Regions from separate parts of the Mus musculus genome. Here regions 2, 3, 4 and 5 are each linked to region 1. The links are chromatin contacts, called in public Hi-C and HiChIP or PLAC-seq maps. All regions are on one chromosome and are shown on one strand. Each heading gives the region's core, a stretch centred on a gene start, on an enhancer-like site or on the middle of the called end of the contact. The rest is flanking DNA. Distances are from core to core; before and after follow the strand shown.

Region 1 (3,050 bases), core at 170-2,669:
TAGAGAGCAGCTCTATCGTGGAAATTGTGATGTTAACCAAGGGCCATGTGGTGGATAGCAATTCCCACAGTTCCCTGTGCTGAGCAGCAGGCCAGACCGTTTTCCTTAGGGTGACTGAGAAGATCAGGGGACATTCCTAGTTCCATTTCCCGGCTGGCCTCCTCTAGCTTGACCTGTAGGGGGAAATGTGGCCTGGGGACCCTCCCCTACCCAAGGACACCCATGTTCCCAGACACCCAACTCTGCTCCTGAGGCCTAATGGTCCACACACCCTGGGATCAAAGCTTCAGGTGAGTAAACTCTTGAAGGACTTTGGGATTTAAAGTAGGGAAACCAGTGAGTGGGAGAGGCGACCTGAGTCCACGAGAGCTTGTGTACACAACATAAATAATAATGCAGATTTTTTAATTAAAAAATAATAAAGTGGAAAAGTCTTTCCAGTAGGTTCTGAAGTAGCAAGAGTTCTGGAAAATTCCAACCACTGTAGCAAAAGCAAGCTTTTTTTCCCTCTAGACCTGAACATCCCCACTTCCAGGGTTCAAGGACAAAGTCCAGGACCTGAATCACAATTCTGTTGTTGCCACCTAAGACAGCAGGTAGATGAAGCCAGGGCCAGGCTGAGTCCTACTTCTCTTAGAAGGGAAAAGTTGCCTCCTGCCAGAGAACTGGGCTGAAGAGGAAGCCAGGGGAACTATTTGGATCTTATCCAACCAGGAGGTGGATCTGGAACAGCAATGCCCTTGAAGTCAGAGACCGTAAGACTTTGAACCTAACAGAACGAGATCAATAAATTGAACTCATGAAGTCATGCACTCCAGGGACAGAACCAACTCCCTGGGTCCCACTCTCTCCCTCCTTAGGAGGATCATGGTTCCTACAACACCGAGTTCCCTGCATACACAGTCTGTTTCCGTTGTAGCTGGGCCCAGGACCCCAAGTCTCAGTGGCCTCAGAGATGCTCCAATCTCTGTCTATCCAAAGGTGTAGCTGTGGATTGGGCATTGTGGATCCTGTGAGGGGCATCGTTTTGGCTCAGAGGAAGGCCAGGATAATGTGAAATACCGAACACTCAAATCTAAAAGCAATTGAGATGACTGGGAAGTGTCAACCATAGACAGGGACTAAATCTAACTGCAGTGGGTCAGCCTGCTGGAGTAGAGTCCCCTGTCTGTCAGCCTGGATCTAAGGCACCCTCTCTCCCTGTCCTTGCGTCTGTCACTTCCCAAGCTGATCACCTAGGACAGCTCTCCAAGACGATGATCTATCCTAGCTGCAAGACAGCTGCCAGCCTCTCCCTTCTATTGGCCATCCTGCAAGCCAGGTCTTGGGTGCCAATGCCTCCTCCTACGAAGCCATCCTCAGGGCCTCCAGCCAGACTGGCTAGTGCAGTCACCGCGCCCGGGCTAATCCCGGGCGGAGACCGAGGCTGCCATCTAGCGGGCGCAGCGGGTGGGGTCGGGGACTCGAGTCCGGCCCAAAGCCCTAGGCTCCCGGGTCTGCGCCCGCTTGGCTCATTTGGAAGGCAGGACTCAGGGATCAAAATTCAGCTCGATCTGTGTGATCTCATCCAACAACCCTCTCTGGATTAAGCCTCACTTCCTGGTAAACCAACTGGATAGAACCTCTTCATTCGAGTGTCGGAAAATGCGGGACTCACGGTCGTTGCCCCCTCCTTCTCCAGACCATTGTCCCACACTCTTATCCAAGCAAAGAGCCAATCTGGTCCCCCAAACAAGGAAGATGGAAGGAGATGCAGTGGAAGCCCGGAAAGCAGAGATCCGCTCTGAACAGCAGGATCATTTTCTAGGAATTGTAAACCCAGAACTGTAAATAAAATGCTAATGATTTATTCCTGCTCAAACTCCGGGGGCTGCGTTGCAGCTTTTGAAGACAATTCCAAGCCTGGCTTTCCAGGAAGGCGGGCCTCCCCGCGGCGCCTCCTTAGGCTCAGCAAGGGCTTCCCCTACTTGGTCTTTTCCTTCTGGCTTGGTTCCATGAGGACTCTGGGAACCTTCACCGACCTCTCTGTAAGTGTTGGCTGCCCTACCTGTGCTAAGGCATTTCTTTAAATGGTGAGCTTTAAATAAGTGAATAAATGCTTGAAAGCCATTCGGGGAGCACAAATTCGCATCTGCGGCTGCCACTGGGCTGCCCGGTGACAGGGTGTGCTAGATAAGCTGAGGGCCAGGGGGTAAAGAAAGAGGCCAGAAGACTGTAGTCCAGCCAGCCCGGCTGACAGGAACAGCAAAGATGGCTTCATTTCCCCCTCCCCATTCAGCACAAGGTACTCAGAGCAGGCAGCCCCAGGCTCGGAGCCATCTGCAGAGGCGTGGGTGCTAAGGCTAGGGCACGCTCCACAGAGGCACACGGATGACTTTGCTTGTGTTAGCAAACTTCTCTTCCCCAGACTTCTTTGACATGATTTCATGGAAAATGGCAAGTCTCTGGTTAACACAGACCCTTCTTCTAACGTGCTTTTGAATGTAAGATCCAAATGACAAAATGGCCAAGACCCCTGTCTCCTGATGGAGACATCTTCTTGATAGAAGATGCAGTCCAGGCTGGCCCGGAATCCACTCACAATCCCCCTAAGTCTTGAAGTGCCATGATTATAAGCATGCGCCCTCCATGTGGTTTGGAGAGTCACACGTGGTGAACCTCCATATTACCAAGGAAACAGTTCATGGTCACTAGTAAATCCATACATCACACTATTGAGGAAATGTGTGTCCTAGAGAAGCCAATACAGAGAGCTTTACTCCTCCGTTCGTTGGAAAGCATATTGATCTACATACAGACTAGATTCTGATCCCAGGGGATATCGTCAGATAGATGAAACAATTGCAGTCCATAGGGGACTCATAGCCTAGGCCAGGCCTCCTTGCAAATCACAGAGTCCTGTTACGAACCCATTCCTGTCCTCCGTCACGGAGATGTGGATCCTAGCCCAGGCATGTATTCCTCAAATAGGTGGGTGTCTTGAGGGATTTCATGAAAGAATCAGGTCTCTGAAGCTTAAAATAAAACAAAAAGTCAGGACCACAGGGGTT
Region 2 (3,050 bases), core at 249-2,748, 490 kb before region 1:
GAGGAAGAGACCTGCTGTCAGCTTCTGGTCTACACAAACACACACACACACACACACACACACACACACACACACACACACGAGAGCACGCATGAGCACACACACCTATAATTCCTCTTCTTCAGGGTGCGTGTGTAACCAGAATCCTGTCCCCTAAAGCCAAGCATAAAATGTTCTTTTCTAACCTCCCACCCACCTTTACATATAAGAGCCATCCAGAAAGAAATTTATTTTCTCATTTCCAAACAGCTCTGCATCTCTCATACCTAGGAGAACAGAATGCTACAGTGGGGGGTGGGGTGGGGCAGAAGACTCTGCAGACCTGCTCAGCTCCCCCAGAGTCCTGGCCCACAGTTTTCAGGGAGCCCTCTCACAGGTCACCCCCTCTTCTTTGATGCTAGAGATAAACAAGGGCTTTTGGGTCTTCACTGGGAAGGCTCGAGTCACCTAAACCAGCGAGCAAGTAAGTTTGTGGTGCTTTTCTCGGTTATCCGGTGTTTTTCTCTGTTATCCGGTGTTTTGCTCTGGGGTGCTGGTCATGACCTTTATGATGCACAGAAAGGAGACCTTTTCTTTCCGCTCTTTACCTTCTTCGCTTTTGTACCCCTTTTTGGCTTGCACTGCCCCTCAGTCCTTATTCTTCTAACCACACATCTGCCTCCTGTTTCTCCCCAGGAAATCCATTATCTGACACCTCAGGGAACCACTCCGATGTTGGCGGAATCCAAAATCACACTCTGCGGAGAAGCCAATCCTGACATACCTGCTTTGTCTCTCAGATGCATGAATACGCAAAAAAAAAAAAAAAAAAAAAAAAAAAAAAAAAAACAACAAAAAACCCCACGGATTTCTGAAACCAGCAGGGTGGTGGGTGGGGGCCTGGCACGAGGGATAAAGCTCAGGTATCCTCAGGAGGTGTAGGTCCCCCAAGTGGAGCTCAGCCTTGTCCCATTCTGGGGGGCCTTAACTCAGCGGGGTCTTGATGATGTGGTATGTGGAGGATTGCAGTACCCTGGCAGGACTCCCTGCCTCTGGTGTCCCCAGGGTTTTGCAGAGTGGATACAGGAGTGGCGGCGCAGACAGGGAGAGGATGCTGAGTGCGAGGGGTCTGGGGGAGGGGAGGCCAGATGGTGGGGGGGGGGGCTGGGGGGGTGTCGGAACGGTGAGGAGGGCTTGGCGGCAGCTGGGAGGAATCAATGCCTTTTCCCTCTCTGTGTTTGCGTGTGTTGCTATCCCTGCTCAGATGAAAGAAATTCAAATCGTTATTGATTCTCGCTGAGGGGGGAATGTAGGGGTCTGGCCTGGCTCCCTCACAGCTGCACCTAGGCCCTGCCCAGCCTCATTCTGCTGCTTTTGACACCTCTGCCCTTGCTCTGGGTTATGGCTCCAGCTTGGTCTTAGTATCTGTGCAGCATCCACCCTCCTCTCTGGCCTCTCTGTTCTTTTAGAGATGCCAAACAGCTTTTCCCTTAGCCCCAGGGGACTAGTCAGACCAGTGGGTAGCAAACTGTGGGGCCCGTGGGTCAATTCCAGCTCACAGCCTGCCTCCCACCCGTCGCCCGACATGCTGTCTGCTTTTTTTTTTTTTTTTTTTTTACATTTATAAAGAAAACCAAAAAGGAGTCTGGGACAGAGACCCGATGCACAGTCTGAAGTGTATGAAATATTTCTTACTAGACCTTGGCCCACAACATGCTTCGTGCAGCTTGTTCTCCGGCCTCAGCTTTAGTGGTGTGTTGCTTGCACTTAGGCAACTTGAGTAAACAGGCCCCTTCCCTGACAAACTCATCAGAGTCCCTAATCTCTACCTCCTAGGGTCAGGAAGCAGGCCGGCCGGCGGTCTCTCTCCACGCAGCCCAAGGTCTCTTTTGCCACAGTGTTCCACCCCCCAGTCTTCTTGCTGTTTGAATAAGGATGCTAACTATGCCTTGACTCTCCAGCTGTGTTACAGACTGGACAGTAGCCAAGGAACTGTGCTAGGGGTTAGGGACCCTGGGCACCCGTGCAGCTGCTGTGTGTACCTCCGGGTGCTGCAGCCACGGGTCACACAGCTCCTGACCTGGTGGTTACTGTAACGCTGTGCTTACACACAGCGTTACAGTTTTGTTGGCCAGGGCTGCAGAGCCCCATTGCTCCGGAGGCCCCGGGGGAGAGGCTGTCAGTCCTGACCTATCCTCCCCAGGTGGTCATCTTTGTTGAGTGACCTTAAGGGTTGCTGTCAGACCCCTTCTATACTCCAGCCCCCCTGGCTTTAAAATGGACTGAGTGTAGTTAGCTGCGAGGGCTCTTTCACGTGTTTACTGTAACATCATTTTGTGTATTTAGGAAAGGAAGAGACAGACACACCTAGACACAGACACAAATTGGGGGCAGGGAGAGAGAGACTGTTCTTGAGGCTGTTTTAGCTTGCCCCAGAGTTTCTGGCCCATATCACAAAGCAGAACAGAGCAGTGACCGGAGAAATGGGAGCCTTCAGTGGGGCCACCTGCTTTTTAGACTAAGTTTCTGTGGGTGGGCTCACTACAGCTCTTTAGATGGAAGAAAAACTGCTAGAGTTTGTCAGTATGGGGAATGGGCTGGTGGTGACTGCTATTCTGACATGTCTGTTTCAGTGGGCTTCTTGGGCCAGATGCCTTGAGTAAAAACTGGAGCTAGGGGTCATGGTCCTAAGGCCATATCCCATCCTGTAACACATGCACGAACGCACGCACGCGCACAAACACACACTCACAACTGGATGCTCTGGAATCAGGAATCAGCAGGAAGAGGCATTGATCGCCATTGGGAGGGGCCATGTGGGCTGCCTATCGATTCAAGGCCTGCCTCTCCCCAGCCCTCCCCCAGTGCTCCCCAGCAGGCAGTGTGAGACCCTCTTACCTTCTGCCTCTGACAGCTCAGCGGAGGAGAGGTGGGAGGGGAGCCAGAAATCTCCCTGATCCCTCTGGACAAAGAGACCTGACAGCTGCACGTAATTCGGGGCTCTGATAATCCCTAATCCCTAATCCGGCTCCATTTGCACATAAATGCAGTGCCTGGCTTCTGACCCCAGG
Region 3 (3,050 bases), core at 372-2,871, 440 kb before region 1:
CCTCTTGATGAAGATTTTTCAATTGTCAGTCAGTCTGACCACATCGACGTGTCTGGAAATATTCCCCTCTAAAGGTAGCATCGTTCATTTCTGGGCCAACTGTCCGTCGAGTTTTTGCTCCCCATACTGGGAGAGCTTGGATCTTCCCTCTGGTTGGTGGGATCCAGGGTGTTGCACTGTGTTCCAGACCCTTGAGGTACTAAGGATCTCACTACCCAAGATGCCAGAGGCTTGAGAAATGAGCACCAGCTGTGCTGGTTTTTTTGTTTTTGTTTTTGGTTTTTTTTTTTTGTTTTTTTTTTTTGGTCTCTGGCTAAGATCACCTGAAGAGCAGCAGATGTGAGGCTTGGTGGGGTAGCATAATTAAGGCTGACCCCTGTTTGCCACAGAGAAGAGAAAAATCTGCTCTCTTAGGTGAAGATGGCCTTTGGGAATGAGGCAAGGGAAGACTCAACTCTGGGGCAGGGCAGTGCTGTTAGCTCTTGAGCTGAGTTGATCTTGAAATCCCAACAGCCTTTCTGTTCCATTCCTCCCAAAGGCCTTGCGTTCATCAACAGTGTCTTGTCCCCGCTTCCTTGTAGCCCTTCACCCATCTCTAGATTGACAACTTGAAGCCCCATGCATGGTCCATGTCTTATAACCCCTAAGCAGCTTCAGCCCTAGACCCGCAGCTCCCTGCTCATCTTGGATTCTGGGAAACTCACTTGGCTATTTCTTCTTGGGCAGAGCAGACAGCTCTGCCAACTGTGTTGACTGAGTGGTTACTGTGAGGCCCCAGCCAGGAACATCACAAATCCTTTTGTTCTGAGTGACGTCTCTGACAGTCCAAGTGGGACTGCTCTGACCTTCTCTGCTCTCCTCCAGGCACCGGAGACAAGTGTTATCTCTTGGTCTTCTCAGAGAACAAAATAAGGAGTGGCAGAGCCTTACTGTCCTCCAGTTCCGAGCCACAAACGCCAGGGCAGAATCTCTCTCTTGTTCTGAGGCCCAACCCTCTTCCTCTGTAATTCTCTTCTCACTGCACCCCTGATCCCGCTGGGACAGTACTCCATCAGTCACCTCCTTTTCTTTCATTTCCCATCTTTCCCTTTTGGCTGACATCTTTCTAGAAACTTCTGGATGTGTTCGGGCCCCCTGACCCCCTTGAGTGACTGCTCTATCCGTCTCCATCACTCACTTGTCACCGCTGCCGTTTCCTCACCGCCCACTCCTTCCTTAATCCTTGTGCAATCTGGCTCCCGCCCCCCACTTCTCTATGGAAACTGCTGTTCTCATTTCACTAGCAGCATCCTCACTGGATTGAATATGTTCACAGCTCATAGGAAGCACCAAGAGAGGGCAGACTTTCCTCCCGGCGCTGGGTGAGGTACCGAGGAAGGTCAAGGCTGATAGCAGATTCACTCACAGGGAGATTGGGTTTCAACCAGTTGGCCGCTGTGTCCTGTGCCCAGCGATCTTTGTGTAATTCCATTGGGTTGACAAGCAGATGTCCTCTCTCAGTAACACTCCAATTCCCCATTGCCATCCTACCAGTTTGCATTTCTTCAGGATTGCCATCCACATAACCACACCCATGACCACACTGTTCACAGGCTCCTCCTCCTTTTCACCAGCCCCTCCCAGGGAAGATCAATTGATCAGCGGAGCTGATCGATCAATGGCTGCTTGACCTACTGAAGAGAGTTCTACTGAAGAGAGACCTACTGAGGTGTTCCTCAGCCTCTGTCATATAGATTCTGATCAGAACCACTTAATAGGTCAGCAAGGATGAAGCCTTGGCATCAAAACAGGATTTGTTCAGCTGACTTTTAGGCAGTTGAAAAGCGCGTGCTTTCATTTTTTTCAAACAATATAGCACGATTTAAAACTATACCTATAAGTTGTCTTTCCCTACTACCGTACTTCTAGCGTCTGAGGGATTCTTTCTGTCCTCAGTGGATCCTCACTAAATGCTGAATGAGTGGACAGACCCATGAGTGACTGAGAAAGTATCGCACAGCTCAACTTCTTTGTAAGTTCATCATGAGCCAACTCTCTTGCTAATGCCAACTTCTGGCTGACACTGACATTAACGACAGCTCTATTTTTGTACCTAACACATAGGAAGACATGACCTTGAGGATCAAAAAGTTTAACAAAGCCCAGGGGCCCAAAGTTGATCCCTTTTCCAATGCCTGGAGTGGTCTCCACGTGTAGTCTGTGTCCCATGTCTGGACAATGACCATCAGTCTTGCTCTACAGAGCCTGGAGGACGAGTTGGCAGGCAGATTGGGAGGTACACATCTGACTTGGACATTGTTTCAGCACCTCCTGCCACTCAAGTGTGTCCCGGGGAAGTCAGAGAGCTGGCTGGCGGGTCAGGCTGGTGCCCATCTTGAGTGTCCGGTCTCCTGTGGAATCCTGCCACTTCCTCCCACTGATTTGGGCAGGATCTTCATTGTCTGCTCAAATGTAATTAAAGAGTCCTCTGATGGTGCCAATTAAAGACTCGGAGGGACAGGAGCGGGTGTTCACGGCATCACATGGCGCGGCGCGGTGAAGCTGTAAACATCCATTAGCCATTACAGTTCTCATTAGTCCTTGAAAAACAACTCATTAGTGTCCATAGAACTGACAGGTAAATACAGCTAATGGGCTAAATCTATCAATAAATTCATTGTGTGCAAAATCAGGGTTTCTGTCATTGTGCTGCTTGCGGTGACTAATCAGAAGGTTAAATACTCCTCCTGCAAAAATATATATAAGTTGCAAAGCACTTAGCCTGATAGACTGTGGAAAAATGGCATGAGAGAAACTAATGAAGACATCAAAGGCTTTATTTATACGTAGGGTGGGTTCACTGTAAGTTCAGGTTGCTATGAACTGTCACAGCTGTTTAGCTGAGACTAAATTTTAGAAAGCATATTGATTTGTTTTAATTTAAACGGGGCAGTTTACAAAAGCTGCTTGAATCTGAAGTTATTCCAGAAATGATTGCTTAGCGTGTGGCGGGGGGTGGGGGGGGTGGGAGGCAAGTGTGCTTTTCCAGCGGCCCCATGGGCCATCTCTAG
Region 4 (3,050 bases), core at 240-2,739, 350 kb before region 1:
TATTTACTCTTTCTTGCAATCTTCATTTTGTGTGTGTGTGTGTGTGTGTGTGTGTGTGTGTGTGTATCCATATTCTTACCTGGTCTTATTGCCCCTTGCCTTAAACAGCTATTTCTCGTATTTGCACTGGCAACAAATTTCTTCTTTGTTTACTAAAATCTTTACTTTGCCTTTACATTTGAAAGCTGTTTTTCTTGGATATAGAATGCAAAATTGTTGAAGTGGGTTGATTGCTTTGATCTTTAAAGATATAACTTCACTCCCTCCTGTTAGCTTTTGAATAGAAGATTATGAATACCCTTAAAGGGGGTCTGTTAATACGAGATGGGCTTTTATCATTGAGGCATTTTAAAAATGTTTCTCTACGATTAGCTTGTGATGTGTTTTCCCCGGTTAATTTTTATTGCTGACTCAACACAACCTAGAGTTGCTCAGGGAGATTGCCTGGATCAGACTGGTGTGTTTGTGGTATGAGTGTGGGCATGTGTGGGCCAGGGCGTGTATGTGGAGCTCAGAGGACCTCAGGCATCCATCCATCTTGTCTTCTGTCCTAGTTAAGACAGGCTTTCTTGTGTGTAAGGATAACTGGTTTCTAGCTTCCAGAAATTCTCATGTTTCTGCCTCCCATCTTGCTGTAGGACCGCAGTGATTACAAGAATGTTACCCGATCTGGCTTTACACAGGTCCTGAAGATGTAACTTCTGTTCCTCTCACTTGTGTGGCACTGGATCATCTCTCCATCCCTCAAACGGAACATTTGAAGATGACAATGTCGTATCATAATGTGAAAAGACTGGACATCCCTGAACCAGCCTAGCATTTACATGGAGCCTAGGATTACCCAGACCCCGCAGCTGGAGTGTTCCCTGCTGCCTCTCGCTTACTGTGGCATCCCATTGCTGTTTAGATCAGCAATCCTGTATTCTATGCAGACTTACTTCTCTGCCACTGCTCTGAGACAGCAAGCTTCTAAAGGGTAAGGACTCTTTTATTCTTAATTACTTGGACCTGTAGGTAGCAGAATGCCCACTCCACACCAAAGGATTGCTAGGTAATTGCTCATCGAGTGAATGGTTGAATGAACATCTGGGATGAGAGGCACCGAAGTGCTGGGTAAGGAGCTGGCTCAGTGGAAGGCAGAGAGAGAGGAAGGAGAGAGACAGAAGGCAACTCTCTGGCATCCTATCCCCTCTGGCCAGTAAGAAAGAGAGAATGTGAACCAGGGGGAGCCTAGAAGTAGGCAACCTTGTTAGTTCCCAACACGAGTCTCTGTCCTGTCCTGAAACGGTTAAGGTGGCCAAGGCGCTTGCCTCCCTCGGCAGAGGAGAAATTTCCCTGTCCTTGCCTAAGTGAATGGCTGGGATTAAAGTGACAGCCCACCTTAGTGATGGCGGCATAATTGGTTGTTCAGCTCTGTCCTTGTCAGAACCTGACAGTTCTGCAGATGCCCTGCTCGGCTCTCCAAAGGTTAGCCTCAGCTGTGTGGCTGTTCATTAATCATTCCTCCTTGACAGGCCTCGGTGCAGCCCACAGCTGCCACGACGGCCCCCTCGGGCCCCACCCAGCACGGCCAAGCTGGAAGCAGCCGGAGCTCCCTGAAGGACCTGTCCCTACATGGGAAGACAAGCAATCCATGTCCCCTCATCCCTGCCTACTGCCACCGCTGAGCCAGAAACACAGATAAAGGAATTTCCCCTGAGCTCCTCCTTCCTGCAACCAGGGTCTGAATCACTGTACAAGCCCTCCTGACATCTTTGACTTTATCTGCTCTTGCCTGGAGCTTCCTGAGGAGATGGAGGCCCAAGAGTTGCAGGAAAACAAGGAGGGCAGTGCTGGCCAGCTGAGAAGACACAGAACCTGCCTGAGGGCCCGGACCCTCGTCACAGCCAGAACCACTCACCTCTAAGCTGTAGACACCACAGGCTGTTCCAGAGCATTGTGAACCATTCCTTGCTACTTGGAACGGGGCATGAGAGTCTGAGCAGAGGTTGTTCTAACGTTCAGAACATTAGGGATAGGGCTATGCTTCTGACTCTTGGGGCAGAATAAACTAGATCAGGCTGGGACTCCAGTCCCTTGGGTTCTGATAAAGGGACCCTCTTCTTTGGCCTCTCCCTCACTCCTTCCCTTTTTCTCCAAACTCGGCGCAGTGGGCTGAGCTGAGTGACATAACTAGGATTCTCAGTAGGCCTGAGAGGACTCTGAGTAGGCCCCTTCCAGAGGCTGAAGGAGCCAGGCAGTACAGGGAAGGAGTTCAGAGAGTGGGTTGGGACCGAGCAGAGTCGTATTGTGAAGCAGGACGTTTCGTTGAAGGATGAAACAGAGAATATTTGGAGTGTATGTGCATCCCAGGGAGGACTAGTGCATATTAGAGTCAAGGAGCCGACATCAGGTATCATTCTGTGGGTCTATCCACCTTTATTAATTTTGGAGTTAGGATCTCTCGCGGGTCTAGAACCCACCAAGTAGGCTAGGATGGCTGATGAGTGAGCCCCCGGGATGACTGCCTCCACCCCCCAATCACCAGGATCACAAATGTGTACCTCAATGCCTGTATTTTTTTAAATGTAGTTCCTGAGGATAGAATTACATGGGGTCATCCCTACATTAACAAAGCAAACACTTTACTGTTTGTGCCTTCTTCCTAGCTCCCAAAGCCAGAGCATTTCATAAGACGGCTTTACCAGGTCTGTCATAGTGTAACACCACGGGGCCCCATCTGTTCCCAGGTTTCAGTGTTCCTCGGGACTTCTTTCCCCTGCTTTCCTCTTCCTCTTTCCTTCCTCTTCCCCTCTCTTCCCTTTGCCTGGTTTCCTAGCCCCTCACTCCTCTTCTCCCCCTTTGGTCCCTTTGGGTGCCCTGAACAGCTCAGATCTTTCTCCCAAGCCAACCGGATGGAAGATTGGAAATTGCATTATGGCTTCCTGCTCAGCCAAGCCCTAGGTCTCTGCCTGGGCTGCCAGTTAGTATGTGCACAGTGCTGGAGTCATCATTTCCCCCCATTGATTAGCTGTCTGCCCGCAAAGTTTGCAGAGGAACAAACAAGGACT
Region 5 (3,050 bases), core at 392-2,891, 270 kb before region 1:
AATCCATCAGATGAGGTGGGCCAGAGGAGAGGCCCCCAAGGCTCAAGGAGAGACATGCTAAGGATTTAAGATAAAAATCGTCAGACACTGGGCACTCATCAGATAGTGAGAAAAACAGACAAACGGAGGCTCTGACTGAATGGGACAGGAAACCAGCCCACAGCCCAGCCTGTTCAATGTTCATTTTCCATGCCAACTTTGGAAGCCCCTGAAAGGATGCAATAAACACAGCTGGAAAGCCACCAGCCAGTATAAGGGTGAGCAGGTAGTGATGAACACCCAGAGAAGAGGCAAAACACTCAAAAAAATGGATCAACTTCTATCAGTCAGACATTTCAGAAAACGGTACACGCCTGTAGTCCTAGCACCCAGGATAGGAGCAACACTAGCCTTGGTTGCATGGTGAATGTGGATTATAGTCTGGCTTAGAGGAAGACCCTGCCACAAAAGAGTCAACTTCTGAGACAGGGGCATGGGGAACACCTGCAGTAATGGAAAGTTACTGGGATGGCTGCTGGCGCTGCAGGTATTCATTTGGGACAGCAGATTGACGGAGGTAGCAGGTTTTGAAGAATAATGTTTCCATACTCAAGTGGATGTCGTCAGGTGGGCATGCATCCAACAGGTGTTGGGGGCACTGGAGCTTGGGGAAAATTCCATCCTGAGAAACAGGTTGAGGATTTACAGAAACGGGGGGCAACTGAAGTCAGGGGAATTGGGGTGGGGTGGGGGAGCACAGAAAGAATGCAAAGCACACTTGACAAGAGGGGAGAAGCCACGCCTGGAGATAGGAAGACCACAGCTTCGTATGAATAGAGAGGGGTTCCCATCGCCTGCCCCCTTGGTCCCAGGCCCTGTTCCTCTACCTTCAACGGTCTAGAAACCATTGCTAGTAAGAACATATAGAAAGCAGAGAACCTGCCTATTTTAATCTTCACTTTAGTTGAACTCAGGGATGAGTATTTTCTTTTTCATTCATAAATACGCCCCATGCTTAACAGGGCCCTGGAATATAAGTGCTTTATAAATATTTGTTGAATGAGTGAATTGATTAATGGATCTTTAAGAACTATTTGGAGAAAGCATTATAATAGCTTTAAATATGGAGCGGAACTACTGAGAGGATCAGGGTGAGCTTGAGGGCCATCTGGAATGTTCCCCAGGGGACGAAATTATACAAAACAAAACGTTGTCTCCCATAGCGCAGAGCAGCCTTGGCATAGCCCACACCACACGGGGTGATATTTAAGGAGAAGCATTGGATACAAAAGGAAGCCAGTTAGAGTAGGCACCGTGGCTCCAGGTCACAGGTAGATGAAGCTTCGTGGAATAGAGCCAAAGAGCCAAGAGGAAATGGAAATTATTGGATGTACTTAAGAAAACCTCAAGTCATCAAAATAGAAGGTCTGCATTATTGAAGCTATATTTGAGAAGTGAGACAGACGGCCCTCGGGAGAATATTGGGTGATGCCAAATCAGCAACTTAGCAGCCCTGGCCCTAGAAACCGGCTCCCTTCGGCCCTTCTCCTGACCCTACAAGCGAGATCGGAAAGCTCCAGCAACGTTGGTCTCCTCCTGCACAACCAGACAGAGCACAGAGGGCGAAGCTCCCTGAAGGGGAACCTCCTACGCCTACCTCGACTTAGCCCGCTCAAGTACACGCAGAGCGCCCCCTGCCGAGCGTATGGTGTTTAATCATGAAAAAGGACACCCTAGAACAGAAATTCCTTGGATCATTCGCATGTAGAGCCCCTCTGTGGGACCCAAAAGGTAAAGGCGAAGCTAAAAGAGGAGCTTGGGAAGACACAAGACTCTGGTTTCCACAGATAAGCAATTTGCTCATCAGGAATCCTACCCCCGACCCCTACTTGTCCTTGCCCTACAATCCAACTAAGAGGCTAGAACAAAAGATTAATAGAAGCTAAAAAAATGTCATGTTCTTCTGTGCTGCGTGTGGACTAAGCCATCACTGCTTTGGCCACACGTCTTCAGAGACTTCTGGGCACAGTGTATTATTTAAAGTTGTTCGTTCCAGCCCGACTTCCAAATGGTCTCAGCGTGAATCTGAGCATTCCGCTCACACATTTCTTGGCTTCTTCGCAGTGTTTTGTCACTTCAGTTGGTTTTAGAAAGTGTCCCCTTCCCCCACTAGATGGGAAAGACTAAAGTCTGACGTAGTCGGTGAGAACCCACCAGGAAGAAAGTGACCACTCAGGGTCCTGTGAAATAATAGAAGAGTATAAAAATGAACCAAACTGGGGGTGGGGGTGGGGGTTGGGAAGACGTAACGTGGGAAGTGACCTGGAAAGATGGGCGCGGAGGTCGGTCAAGTGGTATCTCTATGAAAATGAGTATTCTAACTTTGTTTTTGGTTGATCCACATTTTTAATTTTTCCTTCATTGGGAAACTATGTTATATCGATACATTAATGTGGCATTAATAGAAACACATTGGTAGTTATCACATAATTACTAACTATAGCATCCAATTAAATGTTATTTTAAGAGGGAGAAAATATAATAAAGCTATTTTAATAAAAAATTTTAAATTAATGAGACCTAAGGTAAGATTTCTTACATGCAGAAAAAAAATGTTTCCTCAGTTGTGATAAAAGATGCATACATTTTACCATTCTAATCATTTTAATGTGAATTTTTGTGTGTGTAATTCAGCGGCATTCAGTGTATCCTCCCAAAGCTGCTCAAAGACCACCACTACCACTACCACCACCACCAATTTCTACAAAGATTTCTTCTCTCATCTCAGCTCTTGGTGAGCTGCCTTCTACTTCCTATCTGAAGTCTCCCATTCTACGCAGCCCCTGTAAGTAGACTCTCAGTGCACTGTACAGATCCTTCGAGCAGAGAAATGCTTTCCAGAGTCGTCTTCGTGCATCAGAATGCCGTTTTTTTCAAGCTGAAGGGTGTTGCATCTTGTGCTAATTTCTTCTTCTCTTCAGTTATCCACTTGATGGACACTCTGTGTGTGTTACGCGTACCGCCACTGTCACATGGGTGTGGAGGTGTCTGTGTGTGCCCTACTTTCAGTT

What was found. A called contact is a pair of places that touch in the nucleus more often than the background predicts. HiChIP or PLAC-seq counts read pairs in DNA pulled down with a chosen protein or histone mark.
Region 2: an H3K4me3 HiChIP or PLAC-seq map of forebrain shows a contact between it and region 1, with 14 times the contacts expected there. The contact joins two enhancer-like sites. A contact is called at or near these places in 1 of 15 datasets of contacts at CTCF or cohesin (the NIH/3T3 cell line), 3 of 484 Hi-C or Micro-C datasets (the STO cell line, nephron progenitors and neural progenitor cells), 8 of 115 datasets of contacts at active chromatin or transcription factors (bone marrow-derived macrophages, embryonic basal ganglia, embryonic forebrain and 4 more) and 1 of 9 other capture datasets (embryonic stem cells).
Region 3: a contact with region 1 is called in an H3K27ac HiChIP or PLAC-seq map of differentiating embryonic stem cells, with 4 times the contacts expected there. The contact joins two enhancer-like sites. A contact is called at or near these places in 1 of 39 promoter capture datasets (hippocampal neurons), 2 of 15 datasets of contacts at CTCF or cohesin (the NIH/3T3 cell line and stem cell-derived epiblast-like cells), 9 of 484 Hi-C or Micro-C datasets (cerebral cortex, cortical neurons, embryonic stem cells and 2 more), 9 of 115 datasets of contacts at active chromatin or transcription factors (differentiating embryonic stem cells, embryonic basal ganglia, embryonic forebrain and 4 more) and 3 of 9 other capture datasets (embryonic stem cells, embryonic tail and embryonic trunk).
Region 4: a contact with region 1 is called in an H3K4me3 HiChIP or PLAC-seq map of embryonic basal ganglia, with 3 times the contacts expected there. The contact joins two enhancer-like sites. A contact is called at or near these places in 7 of 484 Hi-C or Micro-C datasets (the G1E-ER4 cell line, cortical neurons, embryonic stem cells and 3 more), 6 of 115 datasets of contacts at active chromatin or transcription factors (embryonic basal ganglia, embryonic hindbrain, embryonic midbrain and 1 more) and 1 of 9 other capture datasets (embryonic stem cells).
Region 5: a Hi-C map of cerebral cortex shows a contact between it and region 1, with 4 times the contacts expected there. The contact joins two enhancer-like sites. A contact is called at or near these places in 1 of 39 promoter capture datasets (hippocampal neurons), 3 of 15 datasets of contacts at CTCF or cohesin (the NIH/3T3 cell line, embryonic stem cells and stem cell-derived epiblast-like cells), 27 of 484 Hi-C or Micro-C datasets (the AML12 cell line, cardiomyocytes, cerebral cortex and 13 more), 15 of 115 datasets of contacts at active chromatin or transcription factors (astrocytes, craniofacial prominence, embryonic basal ganglia and 9 more) and 1 of 9 other capture datasets (embryonic stem cells).

What each region holds. Positions count from the first base shown.
Region 1 is chr4:123,955,755-123,958,804 of GRCm38.p6, reverse strand. No RefSeq gene overlaps it. Among named protein-coding and RNA genes, the nearest start is that of Rragc, 40 kb to the right of the region's middle. Within about 2 kb of position 1,419, at least 19 of the 459 cell types and tissues checked have an H3K27ac peak or open chromatin away from gene starts, as enhancers often do. A contact at or near this core is called in cerebral cortex and differentiating embryonic stem cells, where this site is marked.
Region 2 is chr4:124,441,974-124,445,023 of GRCm38.p6, reverse strand. No RefSeq gene overlaps it. Among named protein-coding and RNA genes, the nearest start is that of Gm31830, 7.7 kb to the left of the region's middle. Within about 2 kb of position 1,498, at least 19 of the 459 cell types and tissues checked have an H3K27ac peak or open chromatin away from gene starts, as enhancers often do.
Region 3 is chr4:124,395,327-124,398,376 of GRCm38.p6, reverse strand. No RefSeq gene overlaps it. Among named protein-coding and RNA genes, the nearest start is that of Gm52719, 44 kb to the right of the region's middle. Within about 2 kb of position 1,621, at least 9 of the 459 cell types and tissues checked have an H3K27ac peak or open chromatin away from gene starts, as enhancers often do. A contact at or near this core is called in differentiating embryonic stem cells, where this site is marked.
Region 4 is chr4:124,309,255-124,312,304 of GRCm38.p6, reverse strand. The region is part of intron 4 of 1700021L23Rik (RIKEN cDNA 1700021L23 gene); the gene reads left to right. Among named protein-coding and RNA genes, the nearest start is that of Gm12916, 11 kb to the right of the region's middle. Within about 2 kb of position 1,489, at least 8 of the 459 cell types and tissues checked have an H3K27ac peak or open chromatin away from gene starts, as enhancers often do.
Region 5 is chr4:124,227,327-124,230,376 of GRCm38.p6, reverse strand. No RefSeq gene overlaps it. Among named protein-coding and RNA genes, the nearest start is that of Gm40242, 44 kb to the left of the region's middle. Within about 2 kb of position 1,641, at least 12 of the 459 cell types and tissues checked have an H3K27ac peak or open chromatin away from gene starts, as enhancers often do. A contact at or near this core is called in cerebral cortex, where this site is marked.